Regions from separate parts of the Zea mays genome. Here regions 1 and 2 are each linked to region 3. The links are chromatin contacts, called in public Hi-C maps. All regions are on one chromosome and are shown on one strand. Each heading gives the region's core, a stretch centred on a gene start, on an enhancer-like site or on the middle of the called end of the contact. The rest is flanking DNA. Distances are from core to core; before and after follow the strand shown.

Region 1 (4,146 bases), core at 313-2,812, 170 kb after region 3:
GTCCTTCCGCCAGGCTTCAGCGCTCCTCCGACGGCCACGACACCACACAAACTGGGTGCCAAAACCTCTCTGGCTGCCACGATGGCATGTACTTAGGGCGCTAGCTCTCCTCCGCTAGACACGTTAGCACTCTGCTACACCCCCATTGTACACCTGGATCCTCTCCTTACGCCTATAAAAGGAAGGACCAGGGCCCTCTTAGAGAGGGTTGGCCGCGCGGGGACGAGGACGGGACAGGCGCTCGCTCCCTCTCCCGCGTGGACGCTTGTAACCCCCTACTACAAGCGCACCCGACCTGGGCGCGGGACGAACACGAAGGCCGCGGGATTTCCACCTCTCTCTCGCCTTCTTCCCCTCCTTCGCGCTCGGCCTCGCGCCGACCCATCTGGGCTGGGGCACGCGGCGACATTCTCACTCGTCGGCCCAGGGACCCCCCGGTCTCGAAACGCCGACACAAATATAAGTCATTTGTGATCTTTACAAGTCATCCTTTAATAACATAGGAAACATAAGTTGTTCGTCATATTTGTGAGCCATTCCTTAAGTCATTTCAGGGTAGGTAATTACCACACTAGATGACGAATATCACACACACATATATATACATAATCACTTTTTAGTTAGTTTCAAACTAATTTAATTTAGAAAATAGCAATTATACTCATAATCTAACAGACCACATCAATGCAACACTAAATTAACACAACTCTTTGCTCAACAATTTATAAAAAAATTCACAATTCACACATATGTTCGTCTATCCCACAGTCATACTCGCACAAACAATTTAACACATAAACATAATTTATAAATTATCAATTTAACTCATAGTCTATAGAACCACATATACATATAATATGTTCACCAATTCATGCATAAATGAAATGTATATAATTTCGTTTTGTTGAAAATGTGATAGCTCGTTGAGTTCATGAGACATTAACGAACTAAGCTAAAATGTTTTAAAGCTAGAATGCCAAGTTAGCTTATAAAAAATTCAAATAAAATCAATCACAATCTGAACAAATCAACAAGTCATAAATATTTCGTCTGGCCCTAACAGGAGCTCGAGAGTTTGATGACGACTGAGGGTATGTACAACATTGAGTCTCCTGATTGGTTTTCAATACACAGTAGACATATAAGAAACTACGTTATACACTAAAGTACCTTTAAAATCTGTCACATCATAAATACTGTTAATCTTGTATTTTTATATTTAACCCAGTAAAGACCCTGAAAATACGAGGTATTAAGGGTCTGTTTAGATCGTTGCCTAACTTGCCACACTTCACCTAACTTTTCTGTCTAAGGTTAGTTCTTCAATTTAAACGACTAATCTTAGGCTAAGTGTGACACAGTTAGCCACCAACCAAACAAGCCCTAAATAAGTTTGTAAATGACTGCCCAAAGAGGTGATGAATCATCCTCTTCCCCACGGGCCACGGCCGCCCAGGATCGTCGGTCTACAGCCACAAACAAGGAATTTGTGTGGGTCCCGCTCCAAGTGAAGTCTGGGCCTGGAACTCGGAACTCACGTAACTCCCACCCGACCCGACTCAAAGTCACCCGATCCGCGGCCGCGTCTGCCGTCTGGTGGCACCAGAATTGAACCCCACCCGCGGCCGCCGCCGCAGCAACGTCGGCAATCCGAGACGCCGGAGGCCTCCTCCTCTCCTAATACCGCCCCCCCTCGGGACCGGGAGGGAGTCCGCCGCGGTGCGGATCGCGGCCACGGCCACGGAAAACACCGGGGCGCGGCTCATGGACCGCATCGTCGGCGGCAAGTTCAAGCTCGGCCGGAAGATCGGATGCGGCTCCTTCGGCGAGATCTACCTCGGTGAGCGGACCGACTCCGCTCTTCCCCGATCCCCTATTGCTTCCTTCCTCCTCTCCCTCCCTCTCCCCGCGCGTTTGGTTTCTGCTTGGGTGTTGTCATCTGTTATTACTACTGTGCCTGACCTGCTCTTTGCTGTCACTGTTCCAGCCACGCACGTGGACACCTACGAGATCGTCGCCGTGAAGATCGTGAGTGCCCTCGGTTTCTCTCGCCTCCTCCTCCTCACTCCTCTTCCTTTGGCGGAATTCTTCCGTGGGCTGCTTTGATTCCTGCGCGTTAGCGGCCGGGGATACGGATTATCAGGGTTCATGTGTTCAAATGTGCCATCATCTACTTACTAGATTTGTTTTCATCAACGGATGCACATTTCCCTTTTTTTTAGAGAGAGAAGAAAAAAACACGCAAGCTATGTTCTAATTTCAAATGCTCAGCTCGCTTTGGTTTTAGGGACTAATTTTTAGTTTCTCTATTTTATTCTATTTTAGTCCTTAAAATACCGAATACAGAAAACCAAAACTCCATTTAAGTTTCCGTATTTGACAATTTAGAAACTAAAATAGAATAAAATGGAGTGACTAAAAATTAGTTACCAGAAACAAACACCCCTTTAATTGTATGTTGTTGTCATGATATTTGCCTAGCTTTTCAACGCTGTGGTGCCTGTTGGCCATGATTACACGTTCCGTGGGCTAATTGTAGAGCCTCCTTGGGCAAATGCTGCTACATTAGTATGTTACAACAGCAGGGGCGCGAGCCACAAGTTAGCACCTGCGCGTTAAATTAAACCTCTGCTGCTGGCGACCTTTTTATATATAATCAATAATCACTGTACGGACCAGAGGAACTAAACCTTGACAACCTCTCTCACAGGAGAGCAGCAAGACGAAGCATCCACAGCTGTTCTATGAGGCGAAGCTGTACAATACCCTCCAAGGAGGAAGTACGCATCGGCACGCCACTCTCTGCAGCAGTTTACCAGTATGTAAAGATATAGATATGGCGAGCTTACAATGCAAAGGTTTTGGGTGTCCAGGTGGCATTGCCAACGTCAAGTGGTGCGGTGTGGATGGAGAAGAGAATGTTCTCGTCATTGATTTGCTGGGGCCGAGTTTGGAGGACCTGTTTTGTTATTGTGGCCGAAAATTCACGCTGAAGACTGTCCTGATGTTGGCTGACCAGATGGTAACTATGAACTGGGCACTGACTTCTCAATTCCCTGTGGCATGCCAGCATCTCATGCATGATGTGCAAACCTTTATTTTAGCGATGTTTTGAAATCTGCTTAATTCAAAACGGAGTACTTTGTTTGCATAATAGTTTTGAACCAATATGTTGACAGACGTTCAAACCTTGCTTCCGTCTCAACAAGTGTTGCTGCTTATTTACATTGTTTTGTTCACTAGTTCCACAACTCACATATCTGTATTGACGTGGCACTTTGTTCGTGCAGTAGTTTTCAATTATGTCAAGACAGACTTCAAGACCTTAACTCTGTTTCAGTTTTTATTATTTATATCGCTCACTTGTTCCACATATTACATCTCTGTATTTACTAGAGCATCATTTTGATAAACGTCTGTGCAGATTACAAGAATAGAGTTCATGCATTCCAAAGGGTACTTACACAGAGACATCAAACCTGACAACTTTCTGATGGGTCTTGGTCGGAAAGCAAACCAGGTACTAGGTGTGCTGGCATTAAAGTTCCTTATTGCTTTATTAGAATGACAATGTACTGAACTGTTTGCCAACAACTCTCTTGTGATTATCAGGTATATATAATTGATTTTGGTCTTGCAAAAAGATACCGTGATTCCACTACGAATCGCCATATTCCTTACAGGTACAATTATATATATATGGGATGTGTTCTTTGTAGACGCCTAGACGGCGTTCATTTTTTTATAGAAATGTGAAGCTTCAAATTATATTTGATCTATTTTCCAGACAATGGTTTGGGCATTTAGCTAATCTTGTACATCTGCGATCTTCGCTTGCCCAATTGCTTTTTCTGTAGAGAAAATAAGAGCTTGACTGGTACAGCGCGCTATGCAAGTTGCAACACCCACCTTGGAATAGGCAAGTTATAACCTTCTCGAGACTTAGAAATCACCATCTTAATTTGATATTTAATCATTGTTATTGGATTTTATTGTCAGAACAAAGCCGCAGAGATGATTTGGTATCTCTAGGCTATGTGCTTTTGTATTTTCTCCGAGGAAGGTATGCATCTTTTATGCTGTGTGGTACTGCGCATAGTAATGTTACTGTTTGTGAAGAGTGTTAGACAGTGTGGTGTGATGCTG
Region 2 (4,181 bases), core at 623-3,122, 190 kb after region 3:
TTCCTGTGCTAATGATGGATGCAGTCTACTTGAGACGTCGGTAATGCTGCCTGCTTTGGTTGGGCATCGGGAGTTGGTGCCCCCCAGATTTAGGGTCTTGTCGAGCGAATGAACAGGACTAGGTGCTTCCACTACCCCGCGAAAGGGTCTTATCACAGTGTAGAAAAGCAGCACTTTTTACCTTTCCCTTGCACGAACGGCGACGATGAGACGCTGATAAGTATTTCTTTGGACATGCAGGAGGATGATGGAAAGCAGAGGAACAAAGCTTGTCAAATGAAGGCTGGCCCCCGTCTCATGCCACTTGTTCTTGACATCAGAAAGCACTACGGACAAGGTCGATATCATGATAAATAGCATGCTGTATGTATGGGATCATCAGCGAACGTTATGGCTGAATTTGTTTGCTGTTCCAAATGAAACGGGCGATGAAGAACACTGCACAGATTGTACTTATATCAGTATCCACACAAGGATCGATCCTCAGATTCAGTTCCATACAAGAACTGCTTATCAAAAAGATTCTTCGCACTAGCTGCGGGAAACACGGATTGGAGGCCGCATCATTCTCTCCATTCTCCAACATGAGAATTAAAGGAAGCAAAGAAAGGAGGAGGAACTAAATGAAGCCCTGTCACTCAGTTTGAGCCATCATTCTCTTTCCGTAAGCATCCAATCATATGGGCCATTAAAGCAGGCAAAGGAGAGAGAGAGAGAGAGAAGCTCAGTCAGGATATTCCATGAAAAACGCAAAAGAAAGCACCTGCAATCATCACCAGCTTCATCACTCATCAGGCTGCTAATGCTAATGGCGGGGTATATTCCCCATCCTGGCTCTCCCCTGTCGGGCGGGTTTCCTGTGAATCTGTGATTCAATTTGCTGCTCACCAGGTGGTGCCAAACGCTTGTCTCCCTCCCTCTAAAAAAACACTTGTCTCACAGCTTCTAGATACCGTGCAGAGTTGCGGACACGCACTTAGCTCGATGTCATAGACAGTAGTGCACTTGTATATTTGATTCCCTTTGTTTTGTTGGTAACTAATGATTCAGATGAAGCGCACGTAACCACATCATCACACGGCTGCATAAATTTCATCTATAGATACTACTACTAGCCCAGTGCAATTACCTCGCATCGCATCTAATGATCACGCACGCTCTGCCTAAAAAGTAAAAACCCAAGACCAAGGAATCTATGCTTCTCTCTTCCCCTGCTCTGCTCCTCATTGAGAACGATCTGCATGGTTTCAGTGACTTTGTTAAGTCTTTTTTTTTTCCTTTCGATTTTTGAACATTGAGTTTGGGGATGTTTGGTTCCTCGGTACAATTTGCCATAACTTACCTTAGCCAAATGTGGCTAGAAAATTTGAAGACATACTTCGCCGCACTTTTTTTACTCTAATATAGGTGGAGCCCTAAAAAAAATCTTACCTATATGTATCTTTCAAGTTGTTTGTTTAACTTTGTTTCTATAGTGTTTTGTCTCTATGAGATTGTATTTGCAAATAGCTATTTCTATAGTGTTTTGTCTCTACGGGCGAACGGTCTGTTTGTTTCTCGATGCATGATTTGGATCGACAGAGGACATGCAAATATGCAATGCCGACAAATAGGGTGCAACTGGGTTTTTTTAAAGGAGAATCGACGGGAGGACGAGGAGCCCCACCTAAACATTTTCATTAATCGACCGAAGTCTCAGTTCGACTAAATTAAAGGATACACAAGGTACAAAGAGAAGCACGAGAGTGGGGAAAGAAGACCAGCACTAAGAAATTACATCCACCAAGCACTAGCAAGATAAGCATGATCCGCACGACACAGCTTAATATAAACACATAATACGTACGTAGTAACAACACAGCTTCCATATATATATAGCAGAAGCTGTGTACTTGCTGTGTTGTGCTGAGAGCTGCTGCTTTGCTAGTTCTGACACAAGTGGAGAGCATGCATATACGTTTGTGATGTGAGTTCATGCCACTGAGCCCCATCCTAGCAGCTAACAGATATCCATCCCTCTCTGACAGCCTTCTAAAACCCTAATCATTCCTCTGTTTGTTTTCAGTTCTTCTTTAATAAAAAAAAGAACCCAGCAATTCAGCACCGACCTTGGATCCTTGAATTTTGTTGTCCCCGGGTAGCTAGGCAATGGAGCAATGCGCCGACGACCACGGTGGGCAGGTCCCGAGGCTTGAGGGCATCGAGGAAGAAGGCAGCCCAGCCGATAAGTGGGCTCCGACGACTGTCCGGCCACCGGAGACACCGACGGAGACGATGGAGTTCCTGGCAAGGTCCTGGAGCCTCTCGGCGGCAGAGATCTCCAAGGCCCTCAGGGCGCTCAGCTGCGGCAATGCCGCCTCCGATTCTCCTCCCGCTGTCGTCGCCACGTCCACGGCGGAGCGGCCGCCGCTTGGCAGTGATCATCGCCGCCTGTCTCTGCCGCAGAAGGCAGACGCGGCGGCTGGGGCTGGTGGTGAAGCCGGCGGAGGCACGAGCCAGCCCATCTCTCCCAGGGTGCACCTGGGCGACGTGAAGCTGCTTCGCGCCGCGGGGAGAGGGAAGACGGTGGGCGCGTGGATCAAGGAGCAGAGGGAGAAGAAGCGCGCCGAGGCCCGGTCCCGCAACGCGCAGGCGTACGCGGCCACGTCCGTGGCGGGCGTCGCGGCGGCGGTGGCGGCGCTGGTGGCCGGCGCGGTGTTCTCGTCGTCCTCGGCGGCGCCGGAGCAGCGGCCGGCCAAGGGCGACGGCGGCGGCGCCAAGACCGCGGCGGCCGTGGCGTCCGCGGCGGCGCTGGTGGCGTCGCACTGCGTGGAGATGGCGCAGGCGATCGGCGCCAGCCACGACCAGATCCTGGCCGCCATCCACTCGGCCGTGAACGCGCAGAGCAGCGGCGACGTCATGGCGCTCACCGCAGGCGCGGCCACGGGTACGTACGTACGATACGACAACCGCAAGACAGTTATTACGACAGCAAGCAGAAGCTGAACTGCTGAAGCAAGAAACGGAGGCATCTGATCTGATTGATTGACGTGCCCATGGATGGTCTTGCAGCTCTGCGCGGCGCCGCCATGCTGAGGGCGAGGCTCCACAAGGAGATCCAGGCGACTGCGTTGCCAGGCGACGGCAGGGAGCCGGAGAGGGACATCTCGCCGCTGGTCTTCGTCTCCCGGGGCGGCGAGCTTCTGAAGCGCACCAGGCAGGGCGCCCTCCACTGGAAGCTCGTCACCGTGTACATAAACTCCGGCTTCGAGGTCATTATTATTATTATTATGAGTACCATACCATACCATACCAAACACACCATCACCATCACCAAACCCAACCCAACTTTTATTTGCAGGTGGTTCTCAAGATGCAGAGTGCACATATGGCCGGCACCTTCATCAAAACCAAAAAGTGTAAGATTGATTCATAGTTTCTTTTTTTCTATATGGATTTGCTATATGGATTGGAGCGTGATGCGCATGGCAGGTGTGGTTCTGGACGTGTGCTCGGAGATACCGGCATGGGCAGGCAGGGAGGTGGGCAGGAGGGGATACTTGGGGATCAGGACGGTGGAGAGGGTGATCGAGTTCGAGGTCAGGAGCAGGCGCGAGCAGCGCAAGTGGGTGCAGGGCATCACGGGGATGCTGCTTCGCCGCGACAGCATCAACAATGCCGCCTGCTTGTAATTGTATAAATAATTAAATGAAGAAATAAATCCGGCGCTCGACCTTCTTTCTGCTCTGCTTGTATATCTGGAACTTTTGTGTAGAAACTAGCGGAAGGAAACAAAGTTTTTAAAACGAAATCTTCTCGTGACAAGGCGTCAAAACAGAGACATATAAGTATACATCAGATGTCGAAAACCATCTAAGTGCGTCCCCACAGCAGAGCCAGTTTTCTCTCCCTTCACCTCCCTCCCACCGACAGCAGCCATCTTCCTCCTCCGGTCACCACCAGGCCGCCGCTTTGTAAATTATCTATGTTTATCACTTGGTAACTTTGTTTAGCCATAAAACATAGATTAAATTATCTACTTAATTTATTCTATACTAAACACTTAATAACTTCGGAAAATCATAACTCGATAACCGTAACTCTGAATTTAGTGATTCTCGAAACTACGATCTCGTTACGATGCGTAGATTATTATTATGTATTCTGTTCTCATGTTTGGTGTGATGTTAATTTCTCCTATA
Region 3 (4,281 bases), core at 459-2,958:
AGGTTTGCTTCCATCACTGTTGCATATGCTCTTAATAACTCTCATAATGTCTACAAATATGTTAATACATTCATATGTAATTTAATTGTTTTCCAGATGACTTCTCTAATTACTTTCTTTTATGCATGTTATCTTTGTAACAGTACAAGTGACCAATCTCCTTTTGAGCAATTAGCTCTTCCAGCACCACCAGTGTCAAATGGCGCAGCAACAAAATCTGACCTTGGCATTGATCTTCTGAGCTGGGATGATACCCCTGCTACAGCACAAAATCCACTAGCTCTTGTTCCTGTCACAGATCCTCTTGCTGACTCGACTTCATCGAATCAAAATGCACTAGCAATTGTGGACACATTTTCACAGAACAGCACCGTTAACAGCAACACTCAAGCTGCTGACCCCTTTGGTCTCAATCCAAGTTCTGCTATTCCAGGATCTCAGGCATACAACACTCCAACTCAGCAGCATTTCCAGTCGCAACAGGCGACACTGTATCCGAACGGGGGTGCTGGAACGTCCTATGATCAGGCATCCCAGTTTAATAATGTTAATTCAGGGTGGAATGATCAAGCTGCCAACCTTCCAGCAGAGCAAGCACTGAATTACGGTATGGCAAGAATTGTAATCTCTGATCTGCTGTTATATCTTTCTGGAATACTACTTAATTATTACTTTATTAGTGTGTGCACTTTTCTGTATCACTTCTGTCCTTCAACCAGAACTCTCTGTATTCATATGAATCTTTCTTTTTCTATCCGAAGAAGAAGAAGAAAAAAAAAAGTGACGCTAGTATCCATACTCTGTAGATGATCAAAGTGGAAACCTTCCGCCACCTCCTTGGGAGGCTCAGCCAGCGGCAAGCAACGAAATGCCAAATGGTGAATTGGGAGGCGTGCAACCTCTCCCTGGGACAGCTGGGCAGTTCGGCGGCATGCAGCAGGCATTGCAACCACAAGTTAACCACATGGGAGTTCCACAAAGGCAGCCAATGTACAGCAACCAGTCAGGGATTGGGGTGGCGCCAACACTGATGCAGGCAGGCTTGGGGAACCAGCAGTTGGGTTCGACATCCATGATGGGCATGCCTCCACAGATGTATGGCGGCGGATCGCAGGCAGCCATGATGTACCCGCAACAAATGCCAGTGGCGCCGCAGCAGCCGATGTATGGTGGTGGTGGTGGTCGTCTGGCAGGGTACATGCAGCATCCTGCTGTGGCCGCTGCGCACTACTACAGCAACCTGGGGACGGCGGGAATGTATGGGTACCCCGGCGCGAACGGGCTGTCCCAGAGCATGTATGGCCTCTCGGTGCAGGATAACTCGTCGTACCAGACTAAGACGGCGCCACCCTCTGCGGTGATGAAGCCCGAAGACAAGCTTTTCGGCGACCTCCTGAGCATTGCCAAGACCAAGAAAGCTTCATGAGACGAGCACGAGCAGGAGCAGGAGCTTTGTCGTTTGATCTTTTACACTTGTGTAACATTCATTGTCTGGCTGTCGTATAAGCTTTTTGGGGTCCTCTTTTTTTTTTAAAAAACATTATTTGTTCCCACGATCCCATTGGATTCGTTATACCGTACGTAAATGATGATTCAATAAAGGGTGTGCAGTACGTACTTACGATATTGTACATACGGTGCAGAAATGTTTTCAGTATTCATATATGTATAAGGAACCGATGACGGCGGAGATCCGGCGAGCTGTGTACAGACCCAAAGGCTCTCCTCATCTGAAGCATCCGTGGCTTTCCTTGGAGATGTAACCTGCCTTTTCTGTTTTTAATCAATCATCTCTGTACTCTGTTCTGCCTGCGTCGCTTTCGGCTGCATCGCTAGCACTAGCAGCGGGGTGGGGTGGGGGTCGTAGTCGTGCTAAGCAAGCAGCGATCCGCACCAGAATCCATCCAATCGCGCGGCCATGGGCGACGGCGAGACGCGGCTGGTGGCCGCCGCGACGGCGAGGAAGTGGCTGGAGGACCCGCGCGTGGGGTACGACGGCGGCGTCGGCAGCCAGGCGCTGAGCTGCGTGGCGATCGCCGGCGCGCGGGTCTCCGTCGCCGAGCGCGGCCGCGTCGTCTGCTCGCTCCGCGTGCGCGCCCCCGTCGCCGTGCGTGCTGGCCGTCCAACTCCAACTACTACAGCAGCAGCGGTTGACTTGGTCCCGGAGCTTCCCGAGCCCTCTGACTGACTGACTCGCCCCGTGGGCCGTGGGTGCAGGACGCGGAGGGGAGGTGGCACGCCGGAGCGATCGCGGCGGCGGTGGACTGCGTGTGCTCGGCGGTGGCGTACACGGTGGAGGCCGCGCCCACGGCTACCGTCCACTACAGCTTGTCCTACTTCTCGCCGGCCGATCGCGACGTACGTCCAGATTAACCTTCCTTTTTATTTCCCCCGCCAAACTCTGGAGCTAGAACAACGCTCACGGCTAGCTCCGGCCGCAGACGGAGGTGGAGGTGGAGGGGCGAGTGGTGGGCCGGATGGGGAAGCTGACGGCCGCGGTGGTGGTGGTGCGCGATAAGGAGTCCGGCGAGCTGGTCGCCGTAGGGAGGCAGTGGGTGACCCCCGCCTGGCCGACCAAGGCCAACAAAACCAGCAAGCTCTGAAGAAGAAATGCAGTAGAATTTTTTGTATAATAATTCGCCGGCACACTTGTCATCTTGGAAATTCGATCTTTCATTTCATCTTGGTAGGTATTCCTGGTTTCAGGCACGAGCTCGGACTCGGTCTTTGGGGCCGGCCGGGATCAGAATCAGACGCGGGTACGAGCGGTGCCGCGGCATTGTCTGGATCTTGCACTGGGGAACGCATCGCATCGTGGGCCGTTAGGGTATGTACAGTGGTGTTTAATGTGCAGGCTCTTAAGGTGTTTTAGGGGTTATTTGCAAAAAAATCTTAGAGCCGTCTCTCCGTGAAGAGACGTCTCTGGCTCGTAAACCAAGTAACAACAGACGCCTCACTTCCCACTGTACGAATTTGTCGTCTGTTCTATCGATCTGATGCTATACAAATACATTTAATTCTGTATTTATTAATAGACTACGTTTAGAGACACTCCATTGTACAATAGAGTCTCTTAGTTGTCTCCTGTGCTTGGAGAACCGTTTTGGTGTCTCTCCACTGTACATGCCCTTAATTGGGTATCGCTTGCTGTTCGCTTATTTATCCTGTGATTGTTATGTGGTTGGTGGCGCCTGTGTCGAGCGTTTATTACTGATGATGCGTAATTGCGTAGTGTGTGGGTGTTATTTTTTTTCCACGACTCTAAGCTAGAGCACAAGCGCACAGGATTTTTAACGGAAAGACGATTCCCCCTATTTCATTAAGAAATAGGGACAAAGTTTGACACGATCTGAAGCTAACAACTACTTATTACAAGACTTAGAACACATAGCCACCAACAGAATCAAACCTATCCAGAAGCGTTTTGGATCAGGAGATTCCAAACAAGCAGCTAGCAGCAAAGACAGACTAAGTCCACAGAAACCGACTGTTACCAACAGTTTTGATAAGGCCCCAACTGACAAACATCCAACCCTTAGGGTTTCTGACAACAAGAACAGTTAGCCCTCGCCTAATCTTAATTACATAGACGTTTATCCACATGTGCCCAGCCGAAGCTTCGGTTGAAGATCTCTTTAGCAATTCTTCTGATTAAGGAGCTTCCTTCCTCCAAAATCTTTCTTGTTGTTACTTTCTGGAGAATGGCCCAAGAGTCCAACCAAAAACAACAAAGAAATAATATGCTAGCGGAATTAACAGGATTGATGTTGTTGAAACATCAATCATTTCTAATTTTCCACAAAGACCATAGCACTGCACTGCATCCAATTGTGATCAGATTTCTTTCATTTTTTTAAAGCTACATATCCGATCCCCAAACATATCATTTGAGTTTTTGAGAAGGGATAAAGAAGTTAAGGCCATTTGAATCACTCTCCAGGTGAAAATGGTAACCTGACAATCATAAAATATGTGTTTAGTTGTTTCAAGGCAACCACACCAATCACAGTTTTACATTCCCTTGTCATTTCTTTTTTTCAAGTTTTTTTGGATAAAATCTTGTCCTTTAAAATCAGCCATACAAGAATTTTAGTTTTTCATATAAACCAATATGGAGTTTTGGTCGTACTGTTTTTGTAGCTCTTGTACATCGACTTCACTAAAAATCCTTTCTTATCTAGCAACCAAGAAGGTTTGTCATCTCTGTCTATAAGACAGTACAAATCACAACTTTTTTCAAGTCTTCCAAATGTTTAGCCCCATCTCCAAATAACCTCCTTC

Evidence for each region. A called contact is a pair of places that touch in the nucleus more often than the background predicts.
Region 1: a contact with region 3 is called in a Hi-C map of tassel, with 2.2 times the contacts expected there. The contact joins the promoter of LOC100285095 here to the promoter of LOC100281025 in region 3. A contact is called at or near these places in 5 of 25 Hi-C or Micro-C datasets (endosperm, leaf, leaf mesophyll and 1 more).
Region 2: a Hi-C map of leaf shows a contact between it and region 3, with 4 times the contacts expected there. The contact joins the promoter of LOC103649544 here to the promoter of LOC100281025 in region 3. A contact is called at or near these places in 2 of 25 Hi-C or Micro-C datasets (both in leaf).

What each region holds. Positions count from the first base shown.
Region 1 is chr3:2,027,053-2,031,198 of Zm-B73-REFERENCE-NAM-5.0, reverse strand. LOC100285095 reads left to right here and starts at 1,562. Exons shown (of 15, transcript NM_001157990.2): 1 at 1,562-1,840; 2 at 1,988-2,028; 3 at 2,711-2,780; 4 at 2,874-3,022; 5 at 3,425-3,520; 6 at 3,613-3,683; 7 at 3,858-3,919; 8 at 4,000-4,063. The coding sequence starts at 1,765.
Region 2 is chr3:2,007,780-2,011,960 of Zm-B73-REFERENCE-NAM-5.0, reverse strand. LOC103649544 reads left to right here and starts at 1,872. Exons shown (of 5, transcript XM_008675265.4): 1 at 1,872-1,966; 2 at 2,066-2,926; 3 at 3,052-3,251; 4 at 3,341-3,398; 5 at 3,472-3,790. The coding sequence starts at 2,149. The coding sequence ends at 3,671. LOC103649545 reads left to right here. Exons shown (of 4, transcript XM_008675266.2): 4 at 241-1,065. The coding sequence ends at 357.
Region 3 is chr3:2,199,221-2,203,501 of Zm-B73-REFERENCE-NAM-5.0, reverse strand. LOC100281025 (thioesterase family protein) reads left to right here and starts at 1,708. Exons shown (of 3, transcript NM_001411388.1): 1 at 1,708-2,107; 2 at 2,218-2,358; 3 at 2,707-3,183. The coding sequence starts at 1,919. The coding sequence ends at 2,826. It overlaps LOC100217079, which reads left to right. Exons shown (of 10, transcript NM_001359557.1): 8 at 1-2; 9 at 144-607; 10 at 807-1,588. The coding sequence ends at 1,426.